Linked DNA regions of Mus musculus: all the other regions are linked to region 4. A link is a contact called in public HiChIP or PLAC-seq and promoter capture Hi-C data. All regions are on one chromosome and are shown on one strand. Each heading gives the region's core, a stretch centred on a gene start, on an enhancer-like site or on the middle of the called end of the contact. The rest is flanking DNA. Distances are from core to core; before and after follow the strand shown. Region 1 has its middle 5.3 kb from the start of Rcan3. Region 2 holds the start of 1700029M20Rik (RIKEN cDNA 1700029M20 gene). Region 3 holds the start of Lin28a (lin-28 homolog A (C. elegans)). Region 4 holds the start of Ldlrap1 (low density lipoprotein receptor adaptor protein 1). Region 5 holds the start of Rps6ka1 (ribosomal protein S6 kinase polypeptide 1). Region 6 holds the start of Ubxn11 (UBX domain protein 11). Region 7 holds the start of Hmgn2 (high mobility group nucleosomal binding domain 2).

What was found. Promoter capture Hi-C pulls out the DNA fragments that hold promoters and counts their contacts. HiChIP or PLAC-seq counts read pairs in DNA pulled down with a chosen protein or histone mark.
Region 1: a promoter capture Hi-C map of liver shows a contact between it and region 4, with 2.2 times the contacts expected there. The contact joins the enhancer-like site here to the promoter of Ldlrap1 in region 4. A contact is called at or near these places in 2 of 39 promoter capture datasets (the C10 cell line and liver) and 2 of 115 datasets of contacts at active chromatin or transcription factors (astrocytes and memory CD8 T cells).
Region 2: a contact with region 4 is called in a promoter capture Hi-C map of stem cell-derived epiblast-like cells, with 3 times the contacts expected there. The contact joins the promoter of 1700029M20Rik here to the promoter of Ldlrap1 in region 4. A contact is called at or near these places in 2 of 39 promoter capture datasets (hippocampal neurons and stem cell-derived epiblast-like cells).
Region 3: a contact with region 4 is called in an H3K4me3 HiChIP or PLAC-seq map of embryonic stem cells, with 9 read pairs. The contact joins the promoter of Lin28a here to the promoter of Ldlrap1 in region 4. A contact is called at or near these places in 2 of 39 promoter capture datasets (cranial neural crest and liver), 1 of 484 Hi-C or Micro-C datasets (B cells), 1 of 115 datasets of contacts at active chromatin or transcription factors (embryonic stem cells) and 1 of 9 other capture datasets (pancreatic islet).
Region 5: an H3K27ac HiChIP or PLAC-seq map of microglia shows a contact between it and region 4, with 4 times the contacts expected there. The contact joins the promoter of Rps6ka1 here to the promoter of Ldlrap1 in region 4.
Region 6: a promoter capture Hi-C map of the HPC-7 cell line shows a contact between it and region 4. The contact joins the promoter of Ubxn11 here to the promoter of Ldlrap1 in region 4. A contact is called at or near these places in 1 of 39 promoter capture datasets (the HPC-7 cell line) and 1 of 115 datasets of contacts at active chromatin or transcription factors (memory CD8 T cells).
Region 7: a contact with region 4 is called in a promoter capture Hi-C map of liver, with 2.1 times the contacts expected there. The contact joins the promoter of Hmgn2 here to the promoter of Ldlrap1 in region 4. A contact is called at or near these places in 1 of 39 promoter capture datasets (liver) and 1 of 115 datasets of contacts at active chromatin or transcription factors (memory CD8 T cells).

The regions. Positions count from the first base shown.
Region 1 is chr4:135,437,506-135,440,726 of GRCm38.p6, reverse strand. No RefSeq gene overlaps it. Among named protein-coding and RNA genes, the nearest start is that of Rcan3, 5.3 kb to the right of the region's middle. Within about 2 kb of position 1,311, at least 248 of the 459 cell types and tissues checked have an H3K27ac peak or open chromatin away from gene starts, as enhancers often do. A contact at or near this core is called in liver and memory CD8 T cells, where this site is marked.
Region 2 is chr4:135,625,055-135,628,011 of GRCm38.p6, reverse strand. 1700029M20Rik (RIKEN cDNA 1700029M20 gene) reads right to left here and starts at 1,357. Exons shown (of 2, transcript NR_027909.1): 1 at 967-1,357; 2 at 1-256.
Region 3 is chr4:134,017,281-134,020,144 of GRCm38.p6, reverse strand. It overlaps Lin28a (lin-28 homolog A (C. elegans)), which reads left to right and starts at 1,329. Exons shown (of 4, transcript NM_145833.1): 1 at 1,329-1,434; 2 at 1,896-2,092. The coding sequence starts at 1,404.
Region 4 is chr4:134,766,608-134,769,738 of GRCm38.p6, reverse strand. It overlaps Ldlrap1 (low density lipoprotein receptor adaptor protein 1), which reads left to right and starts at 1,735. Exons shown (of 9, transcript NM_145554.2): 1 at 1,735-1,923. The coding sequence starts at 1,839.
Region 5 is chr4:133,886,520-133,889,450 of GRCm38.p6, reverse strand. Rps6ka1 (ribosomal protein S6 kinase polypeptide 1) reads left to right here and starts at 1,654. Exons shown (of 22, transcript NM_009097.5): 1 at 1,654-1,881. The coding sequence starts at 1,819.
Region 6 is chr4:134,100,939-134,103,897 of GRCm38.p6, reverse strand. It overlaps Ubxn11 (UBX domain protein 11), which reads right to left and starts at 1,315. Exons shown (of 15, transcript NM_026257.3): 1 at 1,250-1,315.
Region 7 is chr4:133,966,343-133,969,295 of GRCm38.p6, reverse strand. Hmgn2 (high mobility group nucleosomal binding domain 2) reads left to right here and starts at 1,305. Exons shown (of 6, transcript NM_016957.3): 1 at 1,305-1,501; 2 at 2,295-2,339; 3 at 2,501-2,530; 4 at 2,817-2,867. The coding sequence starts at 1,487. It overlaps Dhdds (dehydrodolichyl diphosphate synthase), which reads left to right. Exons shown (of 9, transcript NM_001362959.1): 9 at 1-268.

The sequences.
Region 1 (3,221 bases), core at 62-2,561, 670 kb before region 4:
CTGAGTTGGAGGCCAGCCTGGTCTACAAAGTGAGTTCCAGGACAGCCAGGGCTACACAGAGAAACCCTGTCTTGAAAAAACCAAACAGAAACAAAAACAAAAAACAAAAAAAGACAAAAAGAAAAGAAAAGAAAGCTTTGCATCTTAATGCACACTTGTAATCTCAGCACTGGGGAGCTGGGGCAGGGAGACTGCAAGTTCAAGGTCAGCCTGGAGTGCTACCTTAACAAAAAGGAAAAGTTGGCTGGAGAGATGGCCCCACAGTTAGGAGCACCTGCTGCTCTTACAGGGAACCCAGAGGGGTTCTAGCACCCACACGGCAGCCATTATCTGTAATTCCAGTTCTAGAGTATCTGATGCCCTCTTCTGGCCTCCATAGGTACTGCATGCACATTTTGTGTGTGTGTGTGTGTGTGTGTGTGTGTGTGTGTGTGTGTGTGTGTGTGTGTGTGTGTTCATATACACATACATACTGTGGTGGTTTGAATAAGAATGGCCCCCAGAGGCTCGCAGATTTGAATGCTTATTCACCGGGGAGTCATACTAATAGGAAGTGTGGCCTCGTTGGAAGAAATGTGTCACCCAGAGTGAGGTTTCAGACGCTCAAACCAGTCCAGTGTCTCTCTCTTCCTGCTGCCTGCCGAACTCCCGGCTATCTCTCCAGCACCATGTCAGCCTGCATGCCGATATGTTCCTGCCATGAAGATAATGGATTAACCGCTGGAACTGTAAGCCAGTCTCAAGTTAATGTTTTCCTTTGTAAGAGTTGTTGTGGTCATGGATTCTCTTCACAGCAATAGAACACTAAGACAAACACTCATGTCTTTTTTTTAAAATGGACATCACTACAGTCACTATTAATTAGACTTAGTAAGTGAAAAAATATCTCAAAGTAGATACAGCAAAATACAAAACATGTACTTAAAGAGATTTCAACAACTGGACAGTGGTGACCCACACCTTTAATCCCAGCACTCAGGAAGCAGAGGCAGATGGACCTCTGAGTCCAGCCTGGCCTACAGTGCAAGTTCCAGGATGGCCAAGGTTATACAGAGAAACCCTGTCTTGAAAAACAAAATAAAAGAAGCAAAACAGAACAAAACAAAAGATTTCAACAGGGAAACCACGGAGGGAAACCTTTGAACAAATGCAGTTTGTTGTACTCAGTCACGCCGCTGTAATCACTCAGTAAACTTGGGCGGTTTCCCCTGAGGAGCAGCTAGGGACAGCTCACCCATCCCCCCCATGATCCAGACACTGCTGTTGTTAGCTTTCTGTCTGTAGAAGAGGAACTGGAAAGCCTCACTCGCGGAGGATGCGGGCCCTGGGAGGGGCGGGCCCTGGGAGGGGCGGGCCCTGGGAGGGACGGGCCCTATAGGCACCTACAATGGGTCCTTCATTTCCTAAGAAGTTTGTGCAAGTTCGCGCTCTTTGTCCTGCTGTCCTCTGCCGGAACTCTGAAACAAACGTGGATGCAATAATGTAAAAGGCAGTCACCGAATGCTTAATTATACAAATGGAAGTTCTCAGGAAACCCTGAATCTACCAATTAGCTAAATAATTGCCCAGGGTGAAGTTTTAGCTCATCATTTTAAAATATTTTAAAATAAAATTTGGAACACAAGGAAGTACTGATTGGCATTAAGCAAATAGAGGGGAGGTCCAAATTGAATAATTCCAACAGTAAGTCTAATTATAAAGAGGAAATATACCCAAATATTGAAGAATGGCTAGCTCTACAGTTGACTTTAGTTTTCTTATTATCATTTGCTTTCAAATTATCTATAAAGGCCAAGTCTAATTTTGATAATAAGAACATTTAAAATATCCCAAGTCTACAGAATGCATCTCCAAACCAACATTAAAGTGGTGCCATTAAGAAACCACTGGGTATGGGCTGGAGAGATAGCTCAGTGGTTAAGAGCACTAGCTGCTCTTCCAGAGGTCCTGAGTTCAAATCCCAGCAGCCACATGGTAGCTCACAACCATCTGTGGTGCGATCTGACTCCCTCTTCTGGAGTGTCTGAAGACAGCTACAGTGTACTTATATATAATAAATAAATAATCTTAAAACAGGTGAGATAAGTTCAGTGGGTAAAAATGGCTGCTGCCAAGCTTGACAACCTGAGTTCGATTCCCGGGTCCTACAGTGTGGAAAGCATCAACTCCTGAAAGTTAATGTCTGCTCTTCATAGAGCTGCACACCATGGGATGTGCACACACATGTACACCAAAATAAATAAGTGAATATATTTATATAAATATATATAAATAAATATATATAAATCTCTGATCGCATTGGGGCTCCTCATGAGAAAACAACTGAGTCCCCAGGAAAAGTAGATACAGGGTAGGTTACCAGGGAGACAGGTTCATTTCAGGAGCTTTATCTAAAGTATGTAGTGGATCATGAATTTAAGCAGGTAGCACAGGCAGGTAGTTGGGGGATAAAGGGTGGAGGTGGTGTGGTTGGGGCAGTTTTGATTTGTAGAGTTCAAGCAGTCCAGCTTCCACCCAGCCTTCCAGCTTCCTTTCTCAGTGCTCTCTCTCTCTCTCTCTCTCTCTCTCTCTCTCTCTCTCTCTTACTCTCTCTTACACATACACACACACACACACACACCCCAGCAGTGGCAGCAGTAGCAGCAGTAGCAGCAGCAGCTTCCTCCTTCCCCTTTTTTTTTCCACTGTGATTGAGCCCTTATTGTCTACCAGCACCAGGTACTGTTATAGAAGCTGGGGCCTCCTCATCAAATGGACCAGTCCTGTGCCTGTTCTAAACCCCTTCTCTTCTGAAGCCAACATCCCACATGCCATTGCCATCTTCAGAGTTACTTCCAGGTCCATAATGGCTGCTGCACCTCCAGCTGCCATGTTCACAGGCTAGATAGAGCAACAGAGGAATAGCAAAAGCCAACGAGCGGGCCTTACAGTTCAAACAGGCTCCATTTGTCCACTCCTTATCGGATAAAAAGGAAAAAAAAATTAACTCAGGGGCTGGAGCTGTAGCTCAGTTGGTCGTGTTTGCTTAGATATATGAAGCCTTGAGTTCCACTCCCAGCGTGTCACCAATCAGGTGTGGTAGTGCACAGATGTCATCCCAGGAGTGGAGCAAGCAGGAGGGTCAAAAGTTCAAGGGAATCATCAGCTATGTAGAGGGTTCATAGCCAGCCTGGGCTGGAGAGAGTGGGAAAGAAAAAGACAAGGAAAAGCTTTGGTTCTGT
Region 2 (2,957 bases), core at 108-2,607, 860 kb before region 4:
AACCACTCTTGGACCAGCCGGTACTCAATTTTGGGAACACAGAGGTGAGTCAGACTCAGATCTGGTCCTGGAAGAGCCAGTCTAGGATAAGTATGGTAAGATTGGGATGAGGGGTGGTTGAAAATGGCAGAGTAATTTCCTTCTTGCTGACGCTCTCAAGGACGAGTAGACAGCGATGCTCAAAGCTAGGAGGTGCGTGGACACTGGACATCGAGGAAAGTTGCCAAGAGAGTATAGGTGCTTGCTCCTGAGAGCCCTAGGGGAGAGAGTTGGAGTTGAGAAACACTTGGGAGTTCAGTGGCTGAAAACCTTTGTGTTGTGGTGGTGGGCTGGCTACCTCCTAGTGACAGGGGACCTGTGATCAGCCTCTCTTTTCTGAACCGCTAAAGGGATGGGTCTATCTTGAGAGGAGAGGGTCAGCCCAGGCCAGGGCCAGCAGACAGGGCAGGAACACAATATTGACAACATTATTACCCCAGCAGGTATCTGGGTAAGAAAGTGTGCTGGTGCCTCAGGGTTCGGGTATCAGAGAACTGAATAGGGCTTTGAAAGCCCGGGTAGGTTTTTACCCGTTCCATCTGCTCCCTTCACAATTCTGAGAGAAATGCAGATCACTCAAGGAAATAAGGAGAGACGTCCGTCGATTCAGGGGTGTCCTTGTGGAGTCTGGAGCTCACCTGAGGGTCTGGGAAGGTCCACTGGAGAAGGAAACATAACCTCCCTTCATAGACACAGAGCTCTGAGCTGCCCCATGAGGCAGGTAGGGTGAAGCCCTGCAGCTTGGAAGCATAAGAACGGGAATTTGCGACCACGTGGGCACACTCCAAGCCCTGCGCTCCTGACCATGATGCCCACCTCCACCCATTGGGAAAGGTCTTGGGAGGGTCGTATCCTTTAAGACTCGATGGTGGTCACGGGGTGGCCCTATCTGCTCCAGATCAGCACAACTATCTACTTTGTTCATACCTCACAACGGTCTTTCTCTCCCTTAAGGTGTGTTCTTGACGTTCCTCTGATGCTGCGGTCCCGGGAGCCATCCTTAAATCCTATCTAGTCATTCCTCCTGCCGTGCTTCAGCGGTTGGTCACGCTGCCCAACCTGATTTCCGTTCCAGGGCTATGGAAAACACCATGCTGGCCACAGCCCCCTAAACATGGGTGTGAGAGAGGAGCCAAGTCAATTTGCAAGTCGAATGACCCTGAAGCCGTGGGACTTCAGCGAGAGAGTTCGCTCAAACCGTTAACTCCCCCAGTCCTGGAAGTTAGGGAAAACGGTCTCTTTCAGATTGGTAGGTCGGCTGTCTCCAAGGTGACCCACATGTGCTGCTTCAGCTGGTTGGGTTAAAGTGTTAAAGAGAGGCGGGTCTGCGTGGACTCCGCCCAATAGGAGAGCTCGCCACTAAGCCATGTGGTCACAGGAGGGCCAATCAGAGCCTTGCAAGGACTACTGCTCCTGGGGCATAGGGGGGCAGCAAAATCGCTTTGAGAGTTATCAAAAATAGTACTTCTAGTCCTAGGTCGTTGTGAGCGTTGGAAGGGACACACGTAGCCACCCTCACACCCAGTCACACACTTGAGGCCCTTAATGGTTTGTCGTTGGACTAGAAGCTCTCTCGGACTCTGGTCACCTACCCCAGAGAAGATCGCAACTGGCTCTCTTCTGTTTCTTAAGCTTTGAGCCTCGCACAACCTAGCAAGGACTGGTGCTGGCAGGACCACGGGCTTCTCACCTCATGGGCCCAGGCAGGACGAAGCGGCTTCCTCAGCCATACAAGCACGGATGCCCTAGCTCAGTTTTGAACTTGGGTTTGTATTCCAAAGGAAGCCTGAGGCAGGAAGATTGGAAATTCAAAGGCCAGCTTAAGCTACATACCAAGACCCTGTGTCAAACAAACAAACAAACACCAGAAAAGTCTAACTGAGCCTCACATTCAGGTCTGGTGTGGATGGCTATTTCACGTATGTTCTCTTGGCTCATTGCAAGCCTAGAACCGCAGAGAGGGCATATCTTCTTAACACGGTAGGCCATGATAGGCAAGAACTGGTGAGACCATTTCCTAACGTCTCCTTGCCCGGCTGCCTGATGTCATGAGTGGGTTCCCCAAGTGACACTGCTTAAGCCAGGACAAACCATCTGTTCTCCCAGAGGAGTATTTAAGAGAACAGTGGGAGTCTGGGGGCTCCCCCTGACAGACCTGTGGGGTTCTCCCAGCCTTCGAGGTTGGTGGGGTGGCAGTGGACATCACAGACTCAGGAACCAGAGCTACGCAGTGAGACCTCATCTCAAAAACCCAAGCAAGCAAGCGAACAAAAATATGAATACTAAATAAGGTAGAGGGCTATCGGGGAAGACATCCAGTGTTGACCTCTAGCCTCCACACAGACACACTGTGTGCAACTGCATATGTAAGCCTACCACACGAAGGAAGGAAGGAAGGAAGGAAGGAAGGAAGGAAGGAAGGAAAGAAGGAAAGAAGGAAAGAAGGAAAGAAGGAAAGAAGGAAAGAAGGAAAGAAGGAAAGAAGGAAGGAGAAGGGGAGGGAGGGAAGGAAATTAGGAAGTTAGGAAGGAAAGAAGGAAGGAAGGAAGGAAGGAGATTGGGAGAGAAAGAGAAGCACCAAAGGAGGGAAGGAAGGAGAAGTTAGGAAGGAGGGAAGGAAGGAGAGAGGGAGAGAGGAAAGGAAAGAAGGAAGGAAGGAAGGGCTTGACAGTTTGGAAAACTGAGTTCAAGGGGGGATGGATTTTTCTAAGTTACCTGACTCTGGATTCCACACTGCCCTCCAGATCAATAACTCACTTTTAATAAGCTACTTGAGTTTAAACTCATCTCACCAATCTGCTCTTGCATGAGAGTGAATGAAATCAGCAAATGTTCTGCTCTGTTCTTCACGGCTCTATGCCTCCGGGCCTTTCTGCACCTCTCTGCATCTGTACACTCCCTGAGGGCACAGATTTCCT
Region 3 (2,864 bases), core at 80-2,579, 750 kb after region 4:
AGTGAAGGGGCAGGGCCAGGGCCGTGCACTGAGCCCCGGGCCATTGTCCATCTCTGACCAGGGCAGTGGCCACCCCTCTGGTCCACCCTCTTTATCTTCTAGTAGGGAGTTTACCTCTTTAAATGAGAAGCCTCTCTCTATCCAGTCTTTTCACCAGTCATACTACCCGAAGGGTAGCTCAATTTAGGATGGTGACTGAGAACAGGAGGGTCTGGGAATTAGAGTGTCCCGGGTCTTGGAGGAAGTGCCTCCACCCACCAATCTATTCTCTTCCACCAACGGATGGGACAGGACGGGACGCGGCAGGCAGGGGCCCGATGAGAACACAGCTACCACAGAGGGCATTCTTCGAGGTTTCCACATGCTCTCTCAGGGAGCTGTACCTGGAAGCAACTTTAGGTGTAGGCTTAGGAGGGAGCGAAGGACTCTTTGCACAGAATCAACTAGGAGCTTGTTTCTCACTGGGACAAACCCAGAGAAACTGTTGTTGAAATTTGGAGATTGAGGCATCCAGTAGCACCCAGAGACAGGCCGAGTTTGAGAGGCAGCACCTAGGTTAAGACAGATCAGCTCGGTGGGGTCTCCAGCCGCTTCCTTGCACCCCTATCCCGGCTTCCTAATGTCCAGAACTCCAGGTCTATCTAAGCACACGGAGGTGGGGGGTGAGAGCAGGTCAGCGCCAAGCAGCCGGGTCAGCTCTGAGGCCTGAGGGGAAAGAGGGGGAGGGGCGCTGAGGGGCTGGGGGAGGGGGAGGGCTCATCCATTTCTCCCTTGACAGGTGGTTTGTGTTTCTGATTGGACAGCGCCACCAGGCTCACACCTCCCTCCCCCAACTCTCTGGAATGTATAATTATCTGCCCGGGGGGTGGGGGTGGTGTGTGTGTGTGTGTGTGTGTGTGTGTGTGTGTGTGTGTGTGTGTGTGTGTGTGGTCACGTGGTTATAAAACTACCCCCCCCCCGTTCCCCCCCACCTGTGTCCGCTTTGGATGCCCGCATTGAGTCCTCAAAGTGCAGGATCCCAAATTCTGGGGTACTGAAGACTTCCAGTGCAAAAGATCCCCATCTCCAGATGTGTGTATGTGGAGGGGGTGTCAAATCTCAAGGTTCTGGGAAGGGACACCCCAGAGGTGTCAGAGACCAGAGCAGTGGGGGAGGGCCGAAGCCAGAGCCAGAGGGAAAGGGAGGGGTAAGGAGAGAGGGGAGGGGAGGGGGCTGCCCGCGGGGGGTTGGGTCATTGTCTTTTAGAATTTGGGAGCCTTTGAAAAGCCGTGGGCCCTCCCACCGCTATTGTGCGGGGGAAGATGTAGCAGCCTCTTCTCCGAACCACCCCTTTGCCTCCGGACTTCTCTGGGGCCAGCAGCCGCCCGACCTGGGGCCCGGGGCCACGGGCTCAGCAGACGACCATGGGCTCGGTGTCCAACCAGCAGTTTGCAGGTTCGAGCTTGCGATTCAGCGGGCACACCTTAGGGTGCAGGGAGCCCAATGTCTAAATAGAAGGGAGGTGGGAAAGTGTCCCACGGACTTGTCCGCGGGACCCCCAAGTCCCTATGGCCTCCTGCTTCTGGGGGCCATCTCTGGACTAGGGAACCCTGGTGTTCCAGTGGCTTGTACACCGAGCCCGTGGGGGCGGAGGGAGAGAAGAGGAGGGGCCTGTCCCTCCGCGTGTGCACGGGCAACTTGTTGTGGGAAGACAAGCAAAACTTTTGGGGCGTCAGCATCCTCTGTGTAAGCTTGGGGAGGCAGCCAGGACAGGTTTCTTCTTACCAGCTGCTTGGTAGCTGCCTCCTCCTGGGTGTCTATCCGCGGGCTGACCACCGAGATCTCCCAGACGGGTCCCTGAGAGGGCCTGCGATCCCTTGGCCCCCAGCTGATCACCTGGCCCTCCCTATCTCCAGGTGGCTGCGCCAAGGCAGCGGAGAAGGCGCCAGAGGAGGCGCCGCCTGACGCGGCCCGAGCGGCAGACGAGCCGCAGCTGCTGCACGGGGCCGGCATCTGTAAGTGGTTCAACGTGCGCATGGGGTTCGGCTTCCTGTCTATGACCGCCCGCGCTGGGGTCGCGCTCGACCCCCCGGTGGACGTCTTTGTGCACCAGGTGAGACTCATTCTGGAACTTTGCTAGGGGAAAAAAAAGAAAAAGGCTGGGAGTTCCGAGGTACGGCCTTGGCTGGTGGCCCCTCCTGTCGGATTGGAGGAGATAAATACCCCTCATTGTGCGTCCCCATATTTTTCGGGACACCCCAGTTTTGAGTTTGTAGTAACTGCAGTTGTGCGAGGAGGCACTGCTGACTACCAGCACCCCCTCCCCGCCCCCTTCCGGGAACCCCTCCGGCTTACCACGTGTCTATTACCTCTTTCCCCTGGGAAGGGAGCAGGGGGCAGGGAGGTGACCCCATGTGGCAGAAACTAAGGTTGTATTGTGCTTGCCGGTGGGGGAGGGCCAGCAGGCCGACCAGGGAAGCACATGCAGGGCCTGAGCCGGGCGTTAGCGCCCTGAGTTCTAAAGGTCTGAGTCTAATTCATAGGGAGGAGAGAGTGTGAGCCATTTGCTACCCAACCTACGGGCGTGAACCTGCGACGTCAGGTTCTTCCCGTTTCAATGCAGACCTCAAGTCAGGTGGCCACCCAAAGCCAGGTCCTGTAGCCAGTGTAGGTTTGGCAGGTCCCGGAAGGATCAACGTGTGAGCTGAAAAGCTCCCCTAGAGGTCTGGCTACAGATCAGGGCTGGCAGGCACCTCTAGCTGTCCACCCGGTTCTGCCAGGAAGGAAGACCTTAAGATCCCAGGCCTTCATTCCTTGGCCGTGGCAATCCCAAGTTCGCAGTTAAAGAAGGGCTACACAGTAGGGAGTGAAATTCAGTGTCGAGG
Region 4 (3,131 bases), core at 486-2,985:
TCTGAGGGGATAGATGACTCACCAACCTGGTATGGTAGAAACCTGGAGAGGTCAGGAGAAGGAAAGAGCAGCCCTCCCTGCCTGCTGACAGCCCTCCAACTCCCCTCATACCGTTGTGTCCTTGAGGTCATGGTCTCTGATGCATGGGGGAATCACGGGGGACAGCATTATAATGTTCCAAGTTTAAAGCAATGGGAGCCCATGGGGAGAAATCTAACCCAGAGACAGTGGTCCAGGAGAGCTTCCTGGAGAAGGTGGGTGGATTTTTGAGGGCAGGGGCAGGAGTTATCGCCTCTAACTCCAGTCACACAGGACAGCTCCATGGGAAAGGTCTTCTTGCCTCCTTTACAGCTGAAACTTATAATGGCCAGACCATGCCCCCCACTAGGATTCCCACTGAGGCATCACTCTCTGACTCTTGGGGAACCACAGGTATGTCGTGTCTCCTGCTGTAAAGGAGGCTATGGCTGGCTGTACTGTCCACTCAGGCGGAGCACTTGGAACAGACAGGAGGTTTAGAAAGAGTGGAATGTGAGCCAGGCCTCCTTGGGCAGCTAGAGCACACAGCATGTGTGTCTCCCAGCCAGAAGAGATCTGCTGGCTTCTGAAACTAGCCAGAGGTCACAGCTGCGCTGCTGAAGCCCAGCTTCTGGAAGCCAGGTAGTGAACGCCAGACTCCTTTGGGCACAGTCTGAACCAAGGGTTAGCGGGTTTTTTGGTTTTTTGTTTTGTTTTCTTGGTTTTTTTTTAATAGTTAGAATTCTTTGTTATTTGGGTTTTCTGAGACAAAGTTTCACTCTATACCCCAGGATGCCTTGGAACTTGCAGGAATCCTCCTGCTTCAGCTCCATGAGCGCTATGATTACCGGTCTGAGCCATCGCTCCTGGCTCTAGAGTTAAATTACCAGCTTCCTGGGGCTGGAGCAGGTGCTGCCTTGGAAACAGGCTAGAGCAAGGCTACACACCGAGGGCCTGCCCAGACAGGCCGGTGGGTGCACTACAGATAGGATCACGCTTCATTTGACAGATATCATGACTCAGAGCAGGGAAGGACAGCCTGGGTCACACAGCATGCCTGAGTCTGCGTCTAAGGTTGCAATGTCCCTGAGACTGTGGGGGCAGAGGACAGCTAAGAAAGCTGCTAAGGGCATCTACCAATACACTCCCGATCCTTCCCAGCAAAATTCGCGGCCTTCATTCCCTCGTTCAAAGACTCCCATTGCTTTGGTGCGCCCCTCACTCATATTTATTTAATTATTTACATTTATTTTGTGTATGTAAGCAATGGGGGAGGTGCCACTGTTAGCGCCAGGAGGTCAGAGGACAATTTGCAGGAGTTGATTCTCTTCTTCTACCGTGTTGTCTCCGGGATCATTGTCAAGCTTGGCGGCAAGTGCCTTTATCCACTCGACCCTCTCCTTCCCATCTATCGTTTTTTTCTTTCTCTTATTTTTGAACAAGACCCTTATCGTTCTACCTTTCACTCTTCCCATCGGTGAAACGGTATCCAGGTGCCTTTTAGCTGAGCTATCTAGAAGGCCATGGGATCCCGTAGCTAGAGAACGGGGAAAGGCGCTGGGCTGGGAGCCTTGGTGGGTTCTGAGTTTAGGAACACCGCGCGTGCAGCCTCGGAGCCGGTCCAGGTCCGGGAAGGGCGGGGTTGCGCTCTAGGGGCGTGGCGGTGGGCGTAGCCCCTCCGGCCCCGCCCCTAGACGTCGCGGGGAGGGCGGGGGAGGAGCGCAGCGGGCGCGCGCCGCCTGGCCCGGCGGAAAGTTTTCCTGGAGGAGTTTTGGCGGCGGTAGCGGCGTCAGTGGCGGCGGCGACAACCGGAGCGGGCCATGGACGCGCTCAAGTCGGCGGGGCGCGCGCTAATCCGGAGCCCCAGTCTGGCCAAGCAGAGCTGGGCGGGCGGCCGGCACCGCAGTGAGTGTATGCGCCCCGGGTCGGGCCTCCGCCGAGCTCCGGGCCAAGGTGGACTGGGTGGCTTCGTCCCGCCCCGCGCGGCGGGGCCGGGGGTCATGTCCGGCTGCACGTCTGGGGCAGGTCGACAGGGATCAGGCTTAACTCGGGGTCCCCAGGTGTGGCGCGAAGGGGACGTCTAGAGCCTCTCTACCCACTCCAGCACAACCTACAGGGTCCCCTCTGGACGCTGGAGTTTCGCAGGTCCCTGCCTCGAGGGGCGATCCCAGCCCGGGTGCCATTCAGGGTCCCGCTTCCTCCCCTCTGGACGCGTCCAGGTGGCGAGGCTGGAGCCCAGGCTATTTACAAACCCTGTTTTCCTCCGTACTTTTCCTTGGGGGCTGGTCCGAGTCCCTGGGCACCTAGGCAAAAGGCAGACTCAGACTCGCTGCCATTTCTCCCGGGAGTCTGGAAGGGTGGAGAGGAGCCTCCCCCAGCCACCTCTCGGGTTACTTTCGGAGAGCCGTCACCTGGCACCCTCCCCCGAGGCCTGAGAAACCTAGCTTAGGTCCCTCCTCCCTTTTCATTCGCGTGGGATGATCACCCAGGCCTTCCCTTTCTGATGTGAAGCCAAAGTACCCGGGCTCGCGGCACACCCTCACCTGCCACCTACCTGGGGCCCCCCACCTCTCCCACTAACAGTACCCCCTCCCCGCCCCCAGCTTCTCGTCAGCACCTTCCCTTGCCGGGCTCCACCAGGGGAGCCCGAGTTTCCTAGTCCCTGGAGCGCCAGCGTGTCTGGGCCTCGGGAGCCCGCCCTGCCCCTCCTCATTCCCACTGTGGTGTTCCAGTTGTGGGCTCCTCCTAGCCCTGACTGGCATCGGGAACGCGTGCTGGTGCCTACTGGCGGGGGTGGGGTCAGAGGCCCCTTGGGCAGGGCATGTACTGACTTCCACACTTAACTACCAAAATAGCCCTTCAAAAATTCGTGGGATGTGACCAGGGCTTCTGAGTGTGACCTTCTCTTCCAGTGGACGAACCCTGTGGTTTTTCTACTGGGACAAGAGAGAGAAGGGTGGGTGGGGAAGAGGTCTGAAGGGGAGGGAGCCAGGAAGCAGGGGATGAATCTAGGGCATCAGGGTACATTTTGGATGGTGAGAAGTTTCCCTTCCAGCTCCAGCCTTAAGGCCGATCACTTGTTCTTAGTGATTCTGTTTCCTATCCTGGAAAAT
Region 5 (2,931 bases), core at 405-2,904, 880 kb after region 4:
TTTTATTGTGTGAGTCTCTCTTTGAACCTGGAACTCACCTATTTGGCTTGCCTGGCTGACCAATGAGATCCTGTGTCAGTAGCCTCCGCAGTGAGATTATAAATGCTTACTGGGAAAACAGCATCTGTTTTTATTTCTTTTTTGATTTAATTTAATTTTTGATTTTTAGACAACATCTCTATTATGCAGTCCACACTGGCCTCAAAGTCACAATCCTCTGGCCTGAATCTCCTGGATTAAATTTATTTCTATTTATTCATTTATTTATTTACTTAGTTGGGTTTTTGGGGTTTGGGGGGTTTGTTTGTTTTGTTTTGATACAGGTTCTTACTGTGTAGCCCTGGCTGGCCTAGAATTGGCTAAGTAGCCCAAGCTAGCCCTGAACAGAGATCCTCCTGCCTCTGCCTCCCTACTGCTAGGATTAGAGGCGTGAGTGACTTCTCTCCACTTAAAAATGTACTGCATTAAAATGTCTTTATCGGGGAAGGTTGTCCCTGTGCACATTTGTGGAGGTCAAAGGACTGCTTATGAGTTGGTTCTCTTCCACCACATGGGGCCTGGGGATCAGACTCAGGGAAGGCAAGCTCTTTTACCCATTGAGTCCATCCACGGACCCACCCCACACTCTTTTAAACACCAGTGTGCTCCTGACCTGCTGTGTGACTTCGGATAAATAGCTTAGGGTGTCTACTAGGATGGGGTGGAGTCTCAAAAAAAAAATCACAAGCTGCCTGAAGGTGGAGGTCGGAGATACTCAACACGACCTGGCCGGCAAAGCCTGGGTTCCATGGCCATAACCAAGCAAGGAAACGTAACAAAAAATAAATTCCCTATCAATGACGCCTGTCTTCGCTGGAGGCTTTTAATAAACGAGCCAGCTTGTCTTTCACCTGAGAGTAAGTCTCACGACACCTGGGGCCTAAAATCTCCTTAAGAGCAGGCCAAATCTTACTGGAGAGAATCCTGATCCCACCAGAACTGGATTTTGCCTTCTTTCCAGGGACTCCTGCTCAAGTCAGACCACAATCTGGTCTGCCACGGAAGAGGCGCGGACCTGGCCTGAAACCAGCGCCCTCAAGTGATAGGGCACAACAGACTAGGAAGGAGAAAAAAAAATGCGTATTAGGAAATCACCCTGGGGGCGCTGTGGGTCCTGGCGCTGGCTGGCTTGGGACCCGGGGATCACATGGAGACCCCAAAGTGTGGGCTCCCGTGATGTGCACAAGCTTTCGGAAGGGGGCGATCCTAAGGGCTTGGAGAGCTGAGAGCCAGAGGGCACAAGGCCCAGGCTCCTTCCACGCCTCAGTCGGGATCAGGCCCAGGACGTCCCATGTAAATGTGGGGTGGCAGCCCCTCCCCCTGGAGGGAGAAGGCACATCTGGGTTAACATCCCAAAGGCTGCTAGGACAGGACAACGGAGGCCCCAGCGAGGTCTGCAAAGCGGCACAAAGCCCGGGAAAACGGAACCCGCGGAGCCTCCGGTGGGCAGGGCCGACAGTGGGCTGGGGTCTCTCGTGAAGGCAAGGCTGACTCCCGGCGCGTTGGGGGCGGGGGTCCGCGCCGGGAATGCCGCGCCGTGGGGGGACTGGGCGGGGCTACTCAGGCCCCGCCCCCGCGCAGGTAGCCAATGGGCGCGGCGGCGCCGGGTGACGGAGCGAGCCGAAGTGCGAGTGCCGCGGCGGCGGCGGACGGCCCATCCAGAGCGCGAGGGGCTCAGGGGCGTGCGGGGGTCTCGGTGTAGCAGCAGGGACCCCGTGGCCCAGAGGCAGCGCTGCCCGGGGCCGCCGGGAGGAGCGCGGGCGGTCCGGCAGCGGCGCGATGCCGCTCGCCCAGCTCAAGGAGCCCTGGCCGCTCATGGAGCTGGTGCCGCTGGACCCGGAGGTGAGTGAGAGGGGCGGGGGTTGGGGGGACAGGCGGCGGCGGCCGGCCAGCCCGGATCCGCACCGGGGCGGGGCGGGGGCGGCCCGCGGCGTCTCTGCAGCCCCGCGGGGACGTGAGTGCCCTCCGGTCTCTAGCTCACTGTCCGGCTCCACCCCCTTGTGCTCCGGGTGTGCGTGTGTAGGGGATGGTTCTGCTGGGCTCTCAGTACCTCCCTGCAGTAGCCAGGAGAGGAATCTCCACGGTGTGTTGAGATCTGACACCTAGGACCCATCCCGCTTATCATCTTTTAGTAGCTGTGGGAGTTGCCCCAATCAGTGCAGAAGGGAGAAAGGCTTGGGTCAGATGTCTAGGCTTCTACTAGAGACAAGGATCATGGGAATCCGGTTTCTCACCTTAACCTCTCCCCAAGACCTCTCTTCGTTCCTCCACTTCTGACCTTAGGAAGGTAGCCCTGCTGAATCCCAGGCAGTTATGGAACGTGGGACGATACCACCTCTGGAGTTGGAGCCTGCTTTCCTTTGCCCTAAAGCTAATGACACCGGGTCTTCCTACTTCAGATTATGCTGAAGAGTGGGGAAAGTCCTTAGATCTTGTGAAGACTGTCTCTGTAGAAGAGACTCTGCCTCCGTCTTCCTCTCTCCCTCCTTCCTTTCCTGTAGAAAAAGGCTGAGCCCTTGGGCAGTATGGCTTCTGCCACCTAGCCTTTCCCAGAAGCAACTCCTGTCTTTTTTGAGGGCTTTGTGGTCCAACCCTGAGCATGCAGGAGGCCACTTCTGTGCTGTCCTGTCACCCTGGGATCAAGGTCAAGTTTTGAACCAGCAACTTTAAAACTTTCCCTGCTCTCCTGCTGCGAAGGAGGCAGGTGAAACTCTGCCTTCCTTCACTGGAGCTGTTTTGGGGTACAGGAGGCTGGGGTACAGGAGACCTCACTTGATCCCAGAACCTAGATGCTTTTTCTCCTGGCTTGAACCCCTTTACCTATGCTTGGTACCTCAGGTCAGTCACTGTGAGCCCTGTCTCTCAGGACCACGGGCAGAGAGAGGATCCACA
Region 6 (2,959 bases), core at 66-2,565, 670 kb after region 4:
GCCACCATGTGGTTGCTGGGATTTGAACTCCTGACCTTCGGAAGAGCAGTCGGGTGCTCTTACCCACTGAGCCATCTCACCAGCCCAAAATGTGTAGCCCAGGCTGGCCTCAACCAGCGAGACAGGGTTTCTCTGTATAGCCCTGGCTGCCCTGGAACTCACTCTGTAGACCAGGCTGGCCTGGAACTCAGAAATCCGCCTGCCTCTGCCTCCCAAGTGCTGGGATTAAAGGCGTGCGCGACCATGCCCAGCTTGAAATAAAGTCTTAAGCTTGAAAATGGCTCAGAGGTTAAGAGCAATTGCTGCTCTTGAAGAACCTCGGTTTGGTTCCCAGTAACTGCATCGCAGCTCAGAACAGAACCTCTTGTAACTCCAGTTCCAGGGACGGTGATGCCTTCCTCTGGCCTCCTTTGACACCAGACATGCATGTGGTACACATACACACATGCAGACACATATATGTATGAAATGATAATAATAAATATATAATATATATAAAGGTCTTTGCCCCCACTGGCCTTGAACTGGCTCTAAAGTCCAGGCTGACTTTGAACATGTGCTCCGCCTGTTTCAGCCTCCTGAGTAGCTTTACACGTCTGCAGACCACCAGGCCCAGCTTCTATTTTGTTTAGTTATTTGTTTTTTGTTTTTGAGACAAGAGTCTCACTCTGTTAAACCAGGCTGGCCTCAAACTTTGCTGGGATTAAAGGTGTGAGCCACCACTCCTGGCTTTGTTTTATTTTACTTTTTTTAATTTAAGGTAAAGTTTCGCTGATTTACCCTGGTTGGCCTGGGACTCGCAATGTAGCCAGATAGGCTTCGTACTCCAGTCCTCTCTCCTCGGCCCCTACATAGAGTGCAGGCCTATGTCACAACCCATTAAGTCTGTAAAGATACGGTTGTCGCCTCCGGTGAGGGTTACAAACGTGTCCTTTGTTTCTTCATCTGAAGGACCAAACTGAGTGCTGCCCTAGGCAGTTATCACTCGACACACCAGGCGACAGCCTGATAGCTGCGCGACATCCTCCTAATCCTTTGCTGGGCACGTTGGCACTAAGAAGGTTAGTGCGCCCAAAGCCCGCCCCAGGATTCCGCCGCCTGTCCCGCCTCCACGCGCGGACACGGTGAGTATGGTCCCCACTTCCCTCCTGAGCCAAGTCATGCATGTCGCCGACCCTCGGAGTCAGGACGAGGGCCGCGGCCTGCGGGAAGACTTAGCGGGGCAGAAAGGCCCGGAGATGGCACTCACCACGGGGCCAGCGAGCCGTCCCGCGGCGCCGCCATCTTGTTGTCTCGGGGTTTCCCAGGCGACCAGGACCCGAGCACTTCTCATTGGCTAATTCCGAGAGGCTCTCTAACGAACCAGAGGGCAGTGAAGACGGGCATAGGGTTGCACGTGAGACTTCAAATCCCAGAATGCACCGCTCTAAGAGGTCAGAGGGCGTTCTTGAGGCCGGGTCTTGAGTTCAAGAGATTGGTCCCTAGAAGCCTCTAGACCTGAAGATGTTGAACCCGACGTTGTCAATATTGTGCTATTTGATCTTGAAGAAATCATGTTTCCTTTGTTTTCCCACCTGATCATGCAAAGATGAATGGAAATGATGCAGGTGACTTAATAAATATTTAAATCTCATTTCCCCCCTCTAATTTATGGACTAGATGATGCACTGCAGGAAAGTTCTAATTCTAGTTCCTAAGTAGAATAATTGGGTGACCCTTCACTTCCAGTATGACGAGTAATTTCCCCTCCCTCAGCCTCATAGCTAGATGGCTCAACGGGTACTAAGTCTTGGTCTTACTACCAAGCTGAAGACCAAGTTCGATCAGGTCACACATGGCAGGAGAAAACGGCTCCTGGATCTGTCTTCCGATTTCTGCAGGAGCACTGTCCAGATGCAACACGAAATAAGTGACCAAATAGATATTAACTGAAAACTAAAATTATCCTAATAGCACCAAAGTACTAGAGATACTTTAGTTAGGACTGCACTGGGTCCTCACCTGTACAGACAGGGTAACTTTGAGCACATTCACATCTCCTTTTCTTCGCTTGTAAAATGAAAATACGGCCTACCTGACAAGGTTGCTGGGATTGGCCATTAGGAGGGTAATGCAAAGTACTTATCAAACACCTCTATAGATGTTTTCAAAATATTTCTTGCCAGGTGGTGGTGGCACTTGTCTCTAATCCCAGCAGGAGACAGAGGCAAGAGGATCTCTGAATTCGAAGCCAGCCTGGTCTACAGAGTGAGCCCCAGGACAGCCAAGGCTACAGAAAGAAACCCTGTTTAGAAAAACAAAACCAGGTCAGGTGTGGTGGCTCCCGCCTTTAATCCCAGCACTTGGGAGGCAGAGGCAGGCAGATTTCTGAGTTTGAGGCCAGCCTGGTCTACAGAGTGAGTTCCAGGCCAGCCAGGGATACACAGAGAAACCCTGTCTTAAAAAAAACACAAAGAAAAAGAAAAACATAGAGCCGGGCATGGTGGCACATGCCTTTAATCCCAGCACTTGGGAGGCAGAGGCAGGTGGATTTCTGAGTTCGAGGCCAGCCTGGTCTACAGAGTGAGTTCCAGGCCAGCCAGGGATACACAGAGAAACCCTGTCTTTAAAAAAACACAAAGAAAAAGAAAAACATAGAGCCGGGCATGGTGGCACATGCCTTTAATCCCAGCACTTGGGAGGCAGAGGCAGGTGGATTTCTGAGTTCGAGGCCAGCCTGGTCTACAGAGTGAGTTCCAGGGCAGCCAGGGCTACACAGAGAAACCCTGTCTGGAAAAAAAAAAAAAAAAAAGGAAGAAGAAAAACATGAAGACTCTAATCCAGAGGTCTCAACCTGTGGCTTGTGACCCAGTTTGGGGCCCCATACCTGATATCCTGCATATTAGATAGTAGCAAAAATACAGTTATGAAGTAGCAATGGAATAAATTTACGGTTGGAGCTCACTACGACAAGAGGAAC
Region 7 (2,953 bases), core at 56-2,555, 800 kb after region 4:
GGCGTGGAAAGGAGAGGCAGATCCACTGTTGTCCAGAGGCAAAGGCTGAAAAATGCTTGATTTGAATTCGCAGATGTCTGCTTTCTGCTGCCATGGCTATTACAAACTAGCTTCAACCCTTGCCTCAGAAATTAAGATGGGACCTATTTTGTGCCTTCCGCCTGAGCACCAAACACCCTATTGCAGATGTTAGCCAGTTGTGTTATGGATGTCAAAAAGAATTTAAAATTTTCTTTTTGAGATACAAGGTTTGTGTGGTAACTGCAAACGAGAGAAGGTTTTGCTTTACTGCTGCAGTTGGCCCCCTCCATCGGGTGCACTCAGCTAGCTCTAGAAGGCCGGACTTTGGGCGGGGGTGGCCTGGAAGGGCCCCTCTGCCATCACACCTGTTCATCTACTTGTTTCCTAATCTTCCGGCGCTTCCCTTCAACCGCCTTTTCCTCACGCAACCGAGAGCAAGCCAGCTCGATGGTGTGTGAGGCGGGCTTTAGCCAGCTGTGGCATCTGCAAAGCCCAGGTTCCATGGCCTCTGCTGAGTGGGGGCAGCTGGGTAGCTGCAGCCCAGACCCAGAGAGCCGAGTGGGAGGGGCGTGCTCCCGGGCTGGGGCGCCGGCTTTTCTCCACCATTCTGTGACAGGGGCCAGAGGGGATTTAAGGAAGCTACCAGGCAGATGTTGGGGGGCTGTTTAACGTTGGGGAGGCGGCTCAGCAGTAGGTGCTGAAAGGACAGCTCCTACCTGCCCCGCTGTACCCGAAAGGCATCCCTGTGTGGAAAGTCTCCCCTCCCAGCCCACACCTCCACATCCCGTGGACTGCTTTCCAGGTGAGCACACCGAGGGACTCCCCAAGGTGGCAACTCAAAAGGATGCACGTCCGACTGCGCCAAGCTTAGCCTCCCGGCTCTCAGCCCACGGGAGCCCGTGGTCCCCGGGGCTGCGGCCGGCGCGCTTCCCGCCGCCTCTGGAGCTGGGCGGCGCGGCCAGGCCTCACAAACCCCTCTGCTGGGGCCCCGGCGGGAGCAGGAAGGAAAGCGGCCGAGATGTGCCCAGTGTCGCACGGCTTGGAGAAGTGGGTAGAAGGGTTGCATAAGGTGGAAGGAACTTGGTAGTTTGCAAAAGCCAGGTCTGGGCGGGAGCGGAACCCCAAGCCTGCCGCCTCGCGCGCCCCTCATTTATTACCTCCGACTCCGAGGCGCGCCCCCTCCCCCAAGGCGCGCCGCCGTCTCGAGCGCCCTCCCCCTGCACCCCCTCCTCACTCCAGAGGAGGTGAGTTTAAACCCCGCCCACGTGACCCCAACTGGGCCAATGAGCGGCGACGGGAGGTGAAATCCGGTTCTAACCGGTCCGGGGCTCCCAGCGCTATAAAAACTTTATAAACCCCCCGGAGCCCGAGCAGTGTGAGGAAGCAGCGAGGACGACCCCCGGACGGAGCAAACCCGCGCGCCGCTGTATCCCCGTGCTCAGCGCCGACGTCCCCTGCCGCCACCATGCCCAAAAGAAAGGTACGTGGCGCGAGCGCGCGGGCGCCCCGGGACCACCGCCAGCCTCGGGCTCGGGACTCGGCGGTAGGTCGGGCGCGGCGCGAGGTTCCAGCCCGAGTCCGGCTGCGGGGCGAATCGTGCGAGGCGCGCTGCCCGCGGGCGCCAGAAGCCATATTGGAGGCTCGGTGGCGGTAGCAGGAGGAGCCATGTTGGCAGCTGTTTATCCCGCTCCCTGTGGCCGCCCGCGCCCCCTCCCCCACCGGCAGCCCCCTCCCCTCCTCCCTTCCTCCCGCGGGCGAGCGAGCGAACGAGCGGGCGATTCAAACCCGAAAGGGCGGGAAGGCGGCGCTCGGCTGGGCGGGCGGGGGAGCGCGCTGCCGCCAAAACTGCGTCCGCGAGGGGCGGGCCCGCGGCGTGGCTCCGCCCTCCCCGGCCGCCCACGTTCCGGGCGCACGAGACGCGCGCCCCCGCCCACGGCTTCCCCGAGCTCCCGCCCTCGACGGCTGCCATGGCAACGGCGCCAGGCGCCGCCTCCGGAGAGGTTTGTTTGCACAATCTGCAGCTGTTAATGCCTGGCGCTGGTGGCTCCGAGCGCCTGTGGGGCCAGGCTCCAGCTTCTCCCGCGCTCTGCGGCCAGCCTGCCCGGTCTTCCGTGCGTCTCGGACTTTAGTTGGGCCTTATCCCCGTTAAGGCTTCTTATATAAAACTTGGGTGTATGCGTTTTTAGAATGGGGTCTGACGGTTGCTGTTAAGTTCCGGTTCTCTGAGATTTGCCTCCGAGGTTACAAGTTTTGGTCTTTTTATCATTTTGTAGGCTGAAGGGGATGCTAAAGGAGACAAAACCAAGGTGAAGGACGAGGTGAGTCTTATCCATTGAGGGCAACGCACAAAGCCTTGCGTAGTAGCTACCAAGGTTCTGTGGTAGTAAATGACCACGAATTGTCTCATTAACTTTTCTTTAATGTGAAGCTGACTAGTGAGGAGACCTGTGCTTATTCCTCTTACTTTCTTTTTTAATAGCCACAGAGAAGATCTGCGAGGTTGTCTGCTGTAAGTGTATGCGTCTATTTCCTGATCTTTACCTGATACTGGGAACCACTTGGGGGCGGATCTCTGTGATCCCGTTGCATTATATATGGTGGCTGTTGCACATCTAGAGGTGTTTGCTGTTGTCCCACGTTCTGATGCTTAAGACTAAAGTGAAAGATGGCTTTTACATTGTAAAAGAAAGGTGATCCTGAGAACTAGTTTTCTAAGCTGTGGTTTGATGGGTTGTTTCTTGGGTCTGTGGTACTAATGGTTTCCTCTTCTCCCTCCCCCACTTTTCCAAAATAAGAAACCTGCTCCTCCAAAGCCAGAGCCCAAACCTAAAAAGGCCCCTGCGAAGGTAAGCCAGCCTGAGACACCGCGGTGCTAATTCTAGACTAGGAATTTTCAGAGAACTGTCCTTCCCCACCCTAGCCTAATTCAACG